Linked DNA regions of Sus scrofa: all the other regions are linked to region 1. The links are chromatin contacts, called in public Hi-C and HiChIP or PLAC-seq maps. All regions are on one chromosome and are shown on one strand. Each heading gives the region's core, a stretch centred on a gene start, on an enhancer-like site or on the middle of the called end of the contact. The rest is flanking DNA. Distances are from core to core; before and after follow the strand shown.

Region 1 (2,687 bases), core at 79-2,578:
TGAGAGTCCCTGAACCCACCTTTCCCAACGGGTTCCATTTTGAAATACTGTGTGATTGTATTATTATTAGAGTTAATTAATAATTTTGGGTTATTGCCTTTGAAACCGGAGTCCAGTGCTTCTTAAGTTCAAATGAGACCCTCCAAGGCTGCCATGTGGTGGGGAAAGGGAGGGAGTGACACAGCAAAGAGGAGACACGGCTCAGCTTCTATCTGTTTGATACACTGGCCTTACAAATGGTCCACAACTTTACATTCTGTGAAAACCAGAACCTGATTCTTTCAGTGTAAAGATGAGGAAACTGAGGGCCAAAGAGGTTGACCTCTTGTCCTGGGTTATACATCGAGTTGTTCAGTCACTGAACCAACAAGTGAAGCTGGGGTATGTATCCTTGAAAAAAGAGTAACTGAGACTCACAAGGAACAGTCTGGGGTGGGGCCGGTATGAACACGGAAAGCTGTTTGCAGAGACAGGGCTAAGAGCTAAGTGGGGTTAGCTTGGATTTTACCGGCTAAGGGCTTCCAATCCACATTCCTCCAGTGCAGCACCGTTCCTTTCAGTGGCTGGCTTTTTGGGTAACCAGCCTTCTCAGGCAGCTCAGGGGGAATATGCAATCTCTGCCAACTTCACCTCCATGGTAATACAACACCTGCTCATGCCATACCTGCTACCAGTTACGGATAAGGGAGACTGGGATCCTTCCCGGAAGCTCACCCCCAGGTGGGGTAAGCCGACACTGAAACACCCTAGGGCAGCACTGCAGAGAAGCAGTGGTGAGGGGGTGCGTGTAGACGTGGGCCCACTGTGAGGAGTATCCCAAGGCAGCTTTACAGATGGGTTCCAGTATTATTCCAGTGAGCAGTCCACAGGCTCAAAACATGGCAGGAGTGTATCTTACTAGCTAGCTAACCTTGGGAAAGTACTTAACCTCTTTGTGATTTGGCCTCCTTATCTGTAAAGGCCTCCTTATCTGCAAAGCACAAGACAGATCAGGACCTCATGGGATTTTTGTGAGGATTAAGTGAGTTAATCCATAGTCATACACACAATGACTGCTGACACTTCCTGACTACCCTCTGTTATCGTTTCAGGAGCCCCTTGAAGAGAAGGGTCCCAGTCCCCACCACACCACAATATGCCAGATTCACTAAAGCTAGCGGCTTCCTCATCGTCTAAGCACTTGCTCGAATCTCCGCTTTAGGATTGTCTGTAATTTTCTCCTCCATCGATTTCTGTCTGTAGCCGTTAGTCCGCTTCCTAGGGTGAAAACAACTGCTGTCATCCAGTTATCTGAACCAGCCTGGCCTGTCCGGATCCCTCCTCATCAGAGATGCCGACAGCTGAAAGTGACATGGCCAACTTGGTAGGAGTTTCAGTCTGATCAACTCCATCCAACACCCAGGCTCCTCTGGCCAAAGTGTCAGCTGAGGGGGAGGGGGAGGGGAAGGGAGGTCAATTGTGAGGTGGGGTGAAGCAGTTGCTGGCTTCCCATCTCAGCGGCCTTGTCTCAGAAGGTGCCTTGTCAGTCCCCATGTCCCCAAACATGTAACACTCTACACAAAGGCACTCTGGTGAAACAGGATAACTTCCTAGGGGCATTTAAAGTGTTCCCTTTCAATTTCAGGGAGTCTTCAAAACTGTTGGAGATACATAATAAATCTTTGCTGTTACTCCCAGGCTTGAAATAATTTACAGGCTTTTTTTCTTCAGCAGGAAGCAGTGTTATCATTTAAGAAGCACTTAATGTTGTTCATTTTTTAAAAATGAGACTATTAGCTTATTACATAAAAAAAAAAAAAAAAAGATAGATAAGAGTCAGGGGATGTTGGGCAAAGGATGCTCCCAGGACTCCTGATCCAGTTTATAGCAATCTGTTTCTAGCTGACAATCCCTACTCCCCATCAAGTGTGGCCCTTACATACTAAGCTTTCTATTGTTACTCCCCAGTTGGGATCCTTCCTAGGACTTGAGTGGATATCTTTTTTGCCTGTGTTATTCTTCGGCTTTCATTACCAACTATCTGAAAAGTCCACTTCCTGCTGCTTCTCTGCTCTCCCTAAGTTAGCATTTCCATTTCAAGCCCTCCGTCTTATACAAAACCACACTTCTCTTTCTTGCTTGTAGCTGTTACCAGGGAGCAGCTTATGTAATGGTACTCTCTGGTTTCAGGTTGCTTCATTTTTATTCTTCTAGCCTGACTGTCAGCTCCTTGAAGGTGGGGAACCTGCCCTTGTTTTTCCTCTTGTTCTTTTTTTAAACCTGTAAAACATTAGGCCCTCTCTCCTAAAATCCAATCCTTTGATGTCACCAGTAGAAACAGTGTATTTTCTGTACCAGACAGAAAACAGTGTATTTTTCTGTACCAGACAGAAAAACCTGTATTCAAATATTCAGCTTGAATATTAACAGCCAGTCTGACCTTGGGTACGTTCTTTTAATTTTCTGAGTCTGTTTTCTCATTTGTAAAAATGAAAATAACAAACTTCGAACATAAACTTATTATGAGAACTACATGAGAAACTTTAAATGTTGGTTCTGCAAGGAAATTTCTAAGCGACCAGAGCAATATGAGTTACACATGCAGCTTTCTTGTAATTTGCTTTGAAACAGGAAGAAAATTTGGAAACCTTGAGGAAGAGATATGTTTCAAGAAACATAAACTCTGAGACATACAGACTTCAATTCCT
Region 2 (2,687 bases), core at 62-2,561, 730 kb after region 1:
TCTAAATGTCCATTCAATGCAACAGCAAGTCCACACAAGACGCATTTTTTTTTTTTTGGGCCATGCCCAGAGTATGGGAAACTTTCTGGGCTAGGGGTCAAACCCTTGCCACAGCAGTGACTTGAACCAGTGATAAGGCCAGATCCTTAACCACTAGGCCACCAGGGAACTCCCATGAGGCTGTTTTTAGTGTTAATTTCCATTTTACAGATAAGGGGCATGAGGCAGAGAGAACTTAAGTTTCTTACTCAAGCCCACAGCCAACAAGTAGTAAAGCCACGATTTGAGCCAGGGTTTGAGCCCAGGCAGTTGGGCTCCTAAGTCTGTACTTAACAACAACAGCGTACAGACCTTCCCAACATGCAAAAAAGTGTACAGTGTCTGCCTCTGAGAAGCACACTCCCTGGAGAAGAGAGACAGCCCACAAGGGTGTGTAGTCACATGCTACCCGCACCAGGAGAACAAAAGAGGGAGCGTTTGTTCTACTAGGGGAGGAGAGAGAGAATTAAGAAAGCAGCCTGAAGGAGGTGACTTTTATCATTTCCAGAGTTTTCCTTTGTTGAGGTGGGGAAGTTTGAGGTAGCTAAGGCTTAGGGAATATCATCACAGAGCTCCGGAGGCCAGGATACCAGGTATGAACAGTGTGTGACATGGCCTAGTTACTTAACTTCCAGGGGCCTCAGCTTCCTCACCTGTATAATGGGGATAATAACACCTGCCTTGTGAAGCTGTTTGAATACTAAATGAGATCATGTGCTCGCGACCCAGTGTTATTCCAATCTTTATTTACCTCTCATAAAACTATTTCCCTCAGTAAAAAATTTTAATTGAGCCCATTTTTTTTACACCCATGCTCCCAGTTGCATTAGTAATAATAATCCTAAGTGTCATTATTAGTCATTTGTAGTAACAATATAATTAATAATAATGTTAATTGGCATTGATTGAGGGCACTAAATACTTAATATGTATAATCTGTATCTATCTAATCGACTCCACAGAACCTATCTTAGAGATAGGTAGCATTATCCCCATTTTAGAGATGAGAATAATAAGGCTCAGAGAGATGAAGAAATTTACACGAAGGTCTCCTGGATAGGAAGTGGCAGAACTAGTATTCAGACCCGAGTCTGTCTGGCCCGAAAAATGTCCGACAGAGAATGCCCTGGGTTTGGAGTTCACGCCGGCCTTGGCCATGTCCCTCAGCCTCTTTCTCAGAAAGAAAACAAACATTCTAAGCGTTCTGCGTACACGTTGGAACAGGAACGCCCTGGAGAGGCAGGCTGAAGCAGGAAGATCTGTCCTTATTTGGAGGGTGGGGTTGGGGCCGTCCCTCAGCCTTGTCACCCAGCCTGGAGGTCCCGGCCAGAGCCGGACTGGAACTGGCACCGAGGTCGTCTTGGCGGGTCAGCGTGTGCCTTCTCCGGCTTCGGGTGGCTCTGGGCAGCCAGGGGCGACCGGCCCCCCGCAGGGACTGTCTGCCTGCCAGGGAGGCCGCTTGCTGGTGACCCAGCCCGTCCCCACGTGGGTGGCTCCCAGGCAGCAGCGAGTTAATCTGCTATCTGTTGGGAAGGCTTCCAGAACCCTCCTCCCAGCCCGTGTTTGCTCAGGGCTGGGCTCTTCAGAAACTGAAACCAGCGGGGCGCCAGGCCCCGCCAGCTCTCATGGGATCCTGCCTGGGTTTACCTTCTATGGGGAGGCCCGCGAGGGCTGGGCGGAGCGCGGTGTGCAGCCAGGCAGGGCCGGCGACGTGGCGACCGGGATCCCTCCCCTCCTCCCAGGAGTCACCCCGCCCCCACCCCGGGACCTGCTCCAGGCCCGGGGGGAAGCACGTGGGCTAACCAGCCACCAGGGGTGGCTGGAATCCTGGCCCAGCCCTGCACCCTCTGAGACATTGAATGCACCACTAAACCTCAGGAGTTTGGCTTTCTTTCACTATAAAATGGGGGTAAATAATACCTAGCCGCCAGAATCAGTAGCATCTGTACCTTAGTACCTCTGATCCAAAAGAAGGAGTTCCCCTCATGGCTCAGTGGATACGAATCTGACTAGCATCCATGAGAACACAGGTTTGATCCCTGGCCTTAGTGGGTTAAGGATTCTGGGTTGCAGTGAGCTGGGGTGTAGGTAGCAGCGCAGCTCGGATCTGGCGTTGCTGTGACAGTGGCATAGGCTGGCAGCTGTAGCTCAGATTCAACCCCTAGCTTGGGAACCTCCATATGCCATGGGTGCAGCCCTAGAAAGACAAAAAAAAAAACAAAAACAAACAAAAAAACCTCTACATATGGTCACTGTACTGGTGTGCTTATTATCAGTATGGCTGTTGGGTTGGGCAGCCTGCCTTGTGAGGTGGTAAGCTCCCATTACTCAAAGTGTCAAGCACAAGCTGAGTGAGATGGGGACAAAAAAGGAAAAATTAGGACAGAAAGGGACCCGTACTTGCCAGAGCCAGGTACTACTGACTTGGTCATCTCAGAATCACCTGGGAAGCTCACTCCATCTCAGATCCACTGAATCAAAACCCCTGGTGGCAAGTGTTTTAAAAGTACAGCTTTGCTTTCTTTTTAAAACCACTGATCTAGACCAATAATCCCAACATTGTTCCTCTTCAAAAGACCCTTATGTTCTTCCCTCCTACCCCATTGATTGCACAGTGGGAAAGATTTTATTGACCAAACTAGATTGGT
Region 3 (2,687 bases), core at 94-2,593, 670 kb after region 1:
AGAGAAGAGCCAGTTTGTGTGGTTCAGAGAATATAGTTAGTCCTTCATGAAGAAGACTTAAAGGACAGAATGTGGAACAAGGCAGGGGTTTTACCACCATGAGTTAGAAGGGTGGTTTTCCTTGGGGAGTCAGCCTGGAGCAAAGGTAATATCCCCACCGTACCTCATCCCCGACTGTGTGGCCATGGGCAAGTGACTTACCTTCTCTGGACTTCAGCCTCCTTCTATATAAAGAGGAGGTTATACTACTCTTTATATAGAGCTGGAGTGAGGCTAGATACCAAGCACTGGCCCATCCCCATGTCCCTGTTAGAGAGTTAATAGAAAATTCCCCAGGGCTCCGTGGGGCATCCAGCATGCTCTTGAAACTAGTCATTAGAAGGACCTAGGCAATCACTTGCTTAATAAACAGATCACCTGTCCACCCAAACAGCGGCAGTTCTCTCTAAGCAGTACCCCCCAGAGTCTGTACACTTAAAACTAGTGGGTGGGTTCTGCAGTGGAGCTGGTTTAGAGGCAGTCTTTGAATATCCCAAAACAAGATTCCACACTTGGATGTGATTTCTAAAAATAGCCTCATGTTGTCGAGAGTAGTGCTTCTCAAACTTTCTGTGTATGCAAATCACTTGAGATCTGGTTAAAAGGCAGCTTCTGTTTCAGTAGGTCTAGGATGGGGCCTGAGAAACTGCTTTTCTTACAAGTTCCCAGAGGATGCAGGTCCATGGACCACACTTTAAGTAGCAAGGACCTAGAGCCAAGTGTCTTCCACAGCCCCGACAATGTTGAATCTGCCAGAGAAAGCAGCAGCCTGCTTCTAGTAATTTATTATTGAATTCTTTAGACAAAATAAATGTTCATAGAGTGGGTCCTATGCCCTAGGCACTAGGAAGCAAGGAGGATTTCAGTGGGACATGAGGCAGGGATTGCCCTCTCAGAATAGGTATCCTAGTAGCAGATAGCCAAATAAGCGAGTAAATAGGAAAGCCTGAGTGCCAGGCCTGAGTGTCCAGGGTGTTAAGGGAGCATAGAGCTGGAGAGGGTCAGAGAAGACCTTGTGAATGAGGGGACATTTAGGCAGAGAGAGCTAACTCTGAGAAGTCAGGGGTGGGGGTGTTAAGCAAGCAAAGGGAACAGCTTTGCCGAGAGCAAGGCTACCCAGAGAGAGAGAAGCACAACCTTGATTCAAATAGGGTCTGTCTGATCCAAGATTTGCTCTTGCTCGTATCTTCCATGCCACATGAATCAAGTCTTGCAAAAGAGAAGCTGCCACCTGTCCCTCCCCAGCGATGTCAGAACAGCTGGCCCCAGAGTGGAAAGATATCCGGGGAACAGAGGCCAAGGCATCACCTGACAGGCATGGCAATTACGAAATCTGCCTCTGCACCAAACACGTTGCACCATCAACACTGTCCAGGCTTTGCTTCAAGTGTCCTTCCTCCCGAAGACTCGTGACTGGGAAGTGAGATCACCCTCCAATCGCTGCTAAGAATAGCTCTTACTTTTTTTTTTAACCACAATGAACTTTGAAACTAGGGTGGTGGTGGCCAGTCACATCAGCTGGTTATCCCTTGGTTGAAGTTCACCAGAAAGCAAAAGTCCAGTGACCTGGGGGTTCCAGGATTCTATAAGGTGAAAGAAGACAGAAATTCACCTGAAACAAGCACCCTTTACATGGCAGAGAGGATACACACCTTCTTTCAAGTAAGAAGAGGTGGCTCAGAGAAACATGGTATGAAACTCTGAATGCATGTGACTTTGGGCAAGTCACATACCTCCGTCAATCTCAGTTTTCTCCTCCATTTAATTGGGGCTGAACATCTATCTACCTTACCTACCTTACAAACACAACATTCATAAAATACTTAGCTCAGTGACCAGTATATTGTAAGCACTCAGTATGTAAGAAGGAAAGAGATTCAGAAAAGTTAAGTGATTTCTCTAGTTTCCAAAGCAGTTAAGCGTAACTCAAATTTGAAATTAAGTCTCCTTGTGAAGCCCAGGACCTTTCTCCAATTTTCCCTTCTCTCCTTATGTTAGAATTTTACACTTTTCATTTGACTTTGTAGGGCTTCCCATTAGACTGAGCAAATACATTCTCCTGTCCAGTGATATTGGGCTTTATCATGGGCAAAGGAATGATGGGCAAAAGGGGGAAATGACGGCATGGCAGTTCTGGGCTGAAATTTTAAGAGGTATTACCTGTTTCATTACATTTTTGTCTGCTTACTTGCTCATTTACCATGCAAGGAGTAACCAGAGGCTACCTTTCACCCTAGCTCACAGGATGAGACAAATGCAACAGACCCACACCTGACCCACAGCCCCAGTTAAGCTGAAGCTGGAACCCAAGCTACCCAGCCAACCCACAAACCCAAGAGTGAGAAGAAAAAAATTTTTTATTTTATTTTATTTTTATTTTTTGCTTTTTTAGGGTCACCCCCATGGCATATGGAAGTTCCCAGGCTAGGGGTTGAATCAGAGCTATAGGTGCCAGCCTACACAGCCACAGCAACGTGGGATCTGAGCAGTGTCTGTGACCTACGCCACAGCTCAGGACAATGCCAGATCCTTAACCCACTGAGTGAGGCCAGGGATTGAACCCGTATCTTCATGGATCCTAATCAGGTTTGTTAACCACTGAGCCATAAAAGGAACTCCCAAGAAAAAATTCTTATAGTTGTAAGTGA
Region 4 (2,687 bases), core at 122-2,621, 600 kb after region 1:
ATCCTCTCCCTCGATGGTATGTGCTTTCCAGCTCTACTTTCCAGTAAATACCTGCACCTTCTCCCTAAGATGTGCAGAGTATCTTTTATTTTCCCTTTTAGATCTATACTCCAGCTTTCTCCATTTGCTCTGTGCCCAGGAGGTTGGCCCATGGAGATGGCATTAGTGGATTCTTCACCAATCAGGAGCTTCAGAAGGAGAGAGGGAATGAGTTCCTCGTTGTAAGTCCTCTGGACCTGGCCATGACCCTTGCTGCTCCTCTTAAGGTGGTTGGCTCTGCAGGACTCTCACTCCCCTTGTGGCAAATGTTTGGCAACTACTAAGCTCCTGTTTCTCCCTTGTGATTCTTCCACATCTGTAGCTTTGCAGATAAGCCCTCCTCTGAATACACTAAGTGGATGGGCCATTGAGACCCTGACTGGTACACACTGACCCAGCGCAAACTCCAGGGAGCCCTTTGCAGGCACCTACCTGTTACATCACAGTGCTGTCTGTCTGCTTCCTTCTCTGCCCCACCAGATTGCTTCATTTCACTTTGTTTTAAGTTGCCCACCCACATTTAGTGATCAGCCACTGCACCCTGGGCTGTGGTCTAGAATTTGCAGATTCTGGTTAATAGATGATCATTCCCGACCTTGAAGATGCCCTCTCTCTAGTGCCGGAGATAAGGCCTGGGCCCTGTTTGTAGCTCTGCACCCAGGACAAGTTCAGAGTCTGCTCATGTTCAAATCCCAGCTCTAGCACTGACGAGCAGTGTGATCTAAACAAGTTCACCTCTCAGAGCCGCAGTTTCCTCATCCATAAATGGAAATAACAGCAGCTACCTCAGAGAGTGCTTGTAAGGAATAACGAAGCACTCCGTAAGTGTCCTTATTATTATTACAGCAGGTGCTTAGTTAGTACACATTAAATGATGACTGAATTCATTATCTCATTTGAGCTCTACAGCAAACCTTCTTCCATCCTTCCCTGCTATATGAATTCCAAAGAGACAGCAAGGGAATTCTTTTTTCCTATTTCACAGAAGAAGGAATTGGGAGTGAGTGAATGAAGGAAGGAATAGCTAATCCACTCTGGGAGGAAGGATTCCCCACTTCCTCTCAGAGGCTATAGCTCGGCTGTTTGTCTGAAGAGCCTGGAGCCCTGTGCCCGGGAGAAGTGATCCTGGCTTTCTCTCCAGCTTTCCAGCTCTGGGGGACGGTGCCAAGGGCTCACCTCGGTTCAGTTTCTGTCTAACCCAGTCTGGGTGCAGGTACTTCTGGACTTTGTAAACACTGGGCCTCTGGGCTCTGCCCCAGAAGCCCCCAGCTTCCCAGAACTGGTGGCCCCAGTTCCTGTTCAGCTGCTGCTTTTTCTGTAAGGCCCCTGCAAGCCTCACTGCCCCTTCTGGTAAGTGCAGGAGCCAGGAGGGAGGTTCCACTTTCACATTCGCTACCACACCCACAGGAGGGAGATTTCTCAGTGTGGAGGGGAAATTTCCTTTCTCTTTAGGCCTAACCTCAAGCTCGTCATTTTTTTCTGGACGTGCTTAATTTTCTACTGAGGCTCAGGGCTCTCCCCCCTGCCCACAGCCTCCCTAGATCACAACTTGACTCTGCTGCAGAGATAAGAGAGAACTGTCACCCTGCTGAGCCCCTGCCACAGGCCTGTCCTGGGCTCCAGGGTGCTTTCCATGCCTCCTGATGTGCGCCTTCCCTTGCCCCTATTTTACAGACGTGGGGACTGAGGCTCAGGGCGATGGAATGGCTAGTGTTGGAATGTTCATGTGGGACAACCTGCCCCTTAGAACTTTAGAAGCAGTTGGATGTGGCCACAGAAAGGGAGTCCCCAAATGGAATTAATCTTGGCTGCTCTATCATGTGCTCAGCACTGTTACTTTGCTTCCTGTAATCTGCATGTTTATTTGTGTCCATATTTGTCTCTCCTACTTGACCGTCCCTCCTGAAGGGCAGAGAAGGTGACTCACTCCTGTTGTCCCTGGCCCTGGTGGACACCCTAAGGCAGGAAGGATCTTCTGGTCTGAGATGTGAAAGCAAAGCCAGTGTGTCTGGTGGTGGAGAGTTAGTGGAGGGGAAATACAGGGCAAGGCTGGAGAAAAAAGCAAGACCAGATCACAGAGGACCCTGTAGGCCATGGTGAGGGATCTGCGTTTAATTTTAAGGGCAAAAGGAAGCCACTTAAGGCTTTTGAACAGGGTCCTTACATGTTACAACCAAGTAATCTGGCTGTAGTGTGGAGAACAGATTGGAAAGTAACCGTTGAAGCTCAGTGAGGAGCTGTCCCAGGAGATCAGGCATGAAATGGGGGGGGGGGGGTCTCTCCAGGTCAGGGCTTCTCAGACTGGAAGACCCGTTAAAAGTACAGTTTGCTGGCCTCACCCTAGAGTTTCAGATTCAGTAGATCTGGTTGGGGGTGAGGTGATGCTGAGAATTTGTATTTCTACCAAGGTCCCTCGTGATGTAGATGGTACTTGTCCCCGAGGACCGCTGGGGCTTTGGAAAGAGGAAAAAAAGGATGAGTTAAGAGACAGTCTTGGAGTTCCCGTCATGGCGCAGGGGAAATAAATCTGACTAGGAACCATGAGGTTGTGGGTTCAATCCCTGGCTTCACTCAGTGGATTAAGCACCTGGCATTGCCGTGAGCTGTGGTGTAGGTCGCAGGCATAGCTCGGATCCTGCGTTGCTGGG

Evidence for each region. A called contact is a pair of places that touch in the nucleus more often than the background predicts. HiChIP or PLAC-seq counts read pairs in DNA pulled down with a chosen protein or histone mark.
Region 2: a contact with region 1 is called in a Hi-C map of skeletal muscle, with 5 times the contacts expected there. The contact joins two enhancer-like sites. A contact is called at or near these places in 6 of 47 Hi-C or Micro-C datasets (mesenteric adipose tissue, psoas muscle, retroperitoneal adipose tissue and 2 more) and 2 of 2 datasets of contacts at active chromatin or transcription factors (alveolar macrophages and skeletal muscle).
Region 3: a contact with region 1 is called in an H3K27ac HiChIP or PLAC-seq map of skeletal muscle. The contact joins two enhancer-like sites. A contact is called at or near these places in 4 of 47 Hi-C or Micro-C datasets (embryonic fibroblasts, psoas muscle and skeletal muscle) and 2 of 2 datasets of contacts at active chromatin or transcription factors (alveolar macrophages and skeletal muscle).
Region 4: a contact with region 1 is called in an H3K27ac HiChIP or PLAC-seq map of alveolar macrophages. The contact joins two enhancer-like sites. A contact is called at or near these places in 3 of 47 Hi-C or Micro-C datasets (embryonic fibroblasts, retroperitoneal adipose tissue and subcutaneous adipose tissue) and 2 of 2 datasets of contacts at active chromatin or transcription factors (alveolar macrophages and skeletal muscle).

The regions. Positions count from the first base shown.
Region 1 is chr6:152,830,208-152,832,894 of Sscrofa11.1, forward strand. The region is part of intron 14 of FGGY (FGGY carbohydrate kinase domain-containing protein); the gene reads right to left. Among named protein-coding and RNA genes, the nearest start is that of HOOK1, 120 kb to the left of the region's middle. Within about 2 kb of position 1,329, at least 19 of the 83 cell types and tissues checked have an H3K27ac peak or open chromatin away from gene starts, as enhancers often do. A contact at or near this core is called in alveolar macrophages, retroperitoneal adipose tissue, skeletal muscle and 1 more, where this site is marked.
Region 2 is chr6:153,561,115-153,563,801 of Sscrofa11.1, forward strand. No RefSeq gene overlaps it. Among named protein-coding and RNA genes, the nearest start is that of JUN, 120 kb to the right of the region's middle. Within about 2 kb of position 1,312, at least 76 of the 83 cell types and tissues checked have an H3K27ac peak or open chromatin away from gene starts, as enhancers often do. A contact at or near this core is called in alveolar macrophages, retroperitoneal adipose tissue, skeletal muscle and 1 more, where this site is marked.
Region 3 is chr6:153,504,113-153,506,799 of Sscrofa11.1, forward strand. No RefSeq gene overlaps it. Among named protein-coding and RNA genes, the nearest start is that of JUN, 180 kb to the right of the region's middle. Within about 2 kb of position 1,344, at least 23 of the 83 cell types and tissues checked have an H3K27ac peak or open chromatin away from gene starts, as enhancers often do. A contact at or near this core is called in alveolar macrophages and skeletal muscle, where this site is marked.
Region 4 is chr6:153,432,975-153,435,661 of Sscrofa11.1, forward strand. No RefSeq gene overlaps it. Among named protein-coding and RNA genes, the nearest start is that of FGGY, 220 kb to the left of the region's middle. Within about 2 kb of position 1,372, at least 34 of the 83 cell types and tissues checked have an H3K27ac peak or open chromatin away from gene starts, as enhancers often do. A contact at or near this core is called in alveolar macrophages, retroperitoneal adipose tissue, skeletal muscle and 1 more, where this site is marked.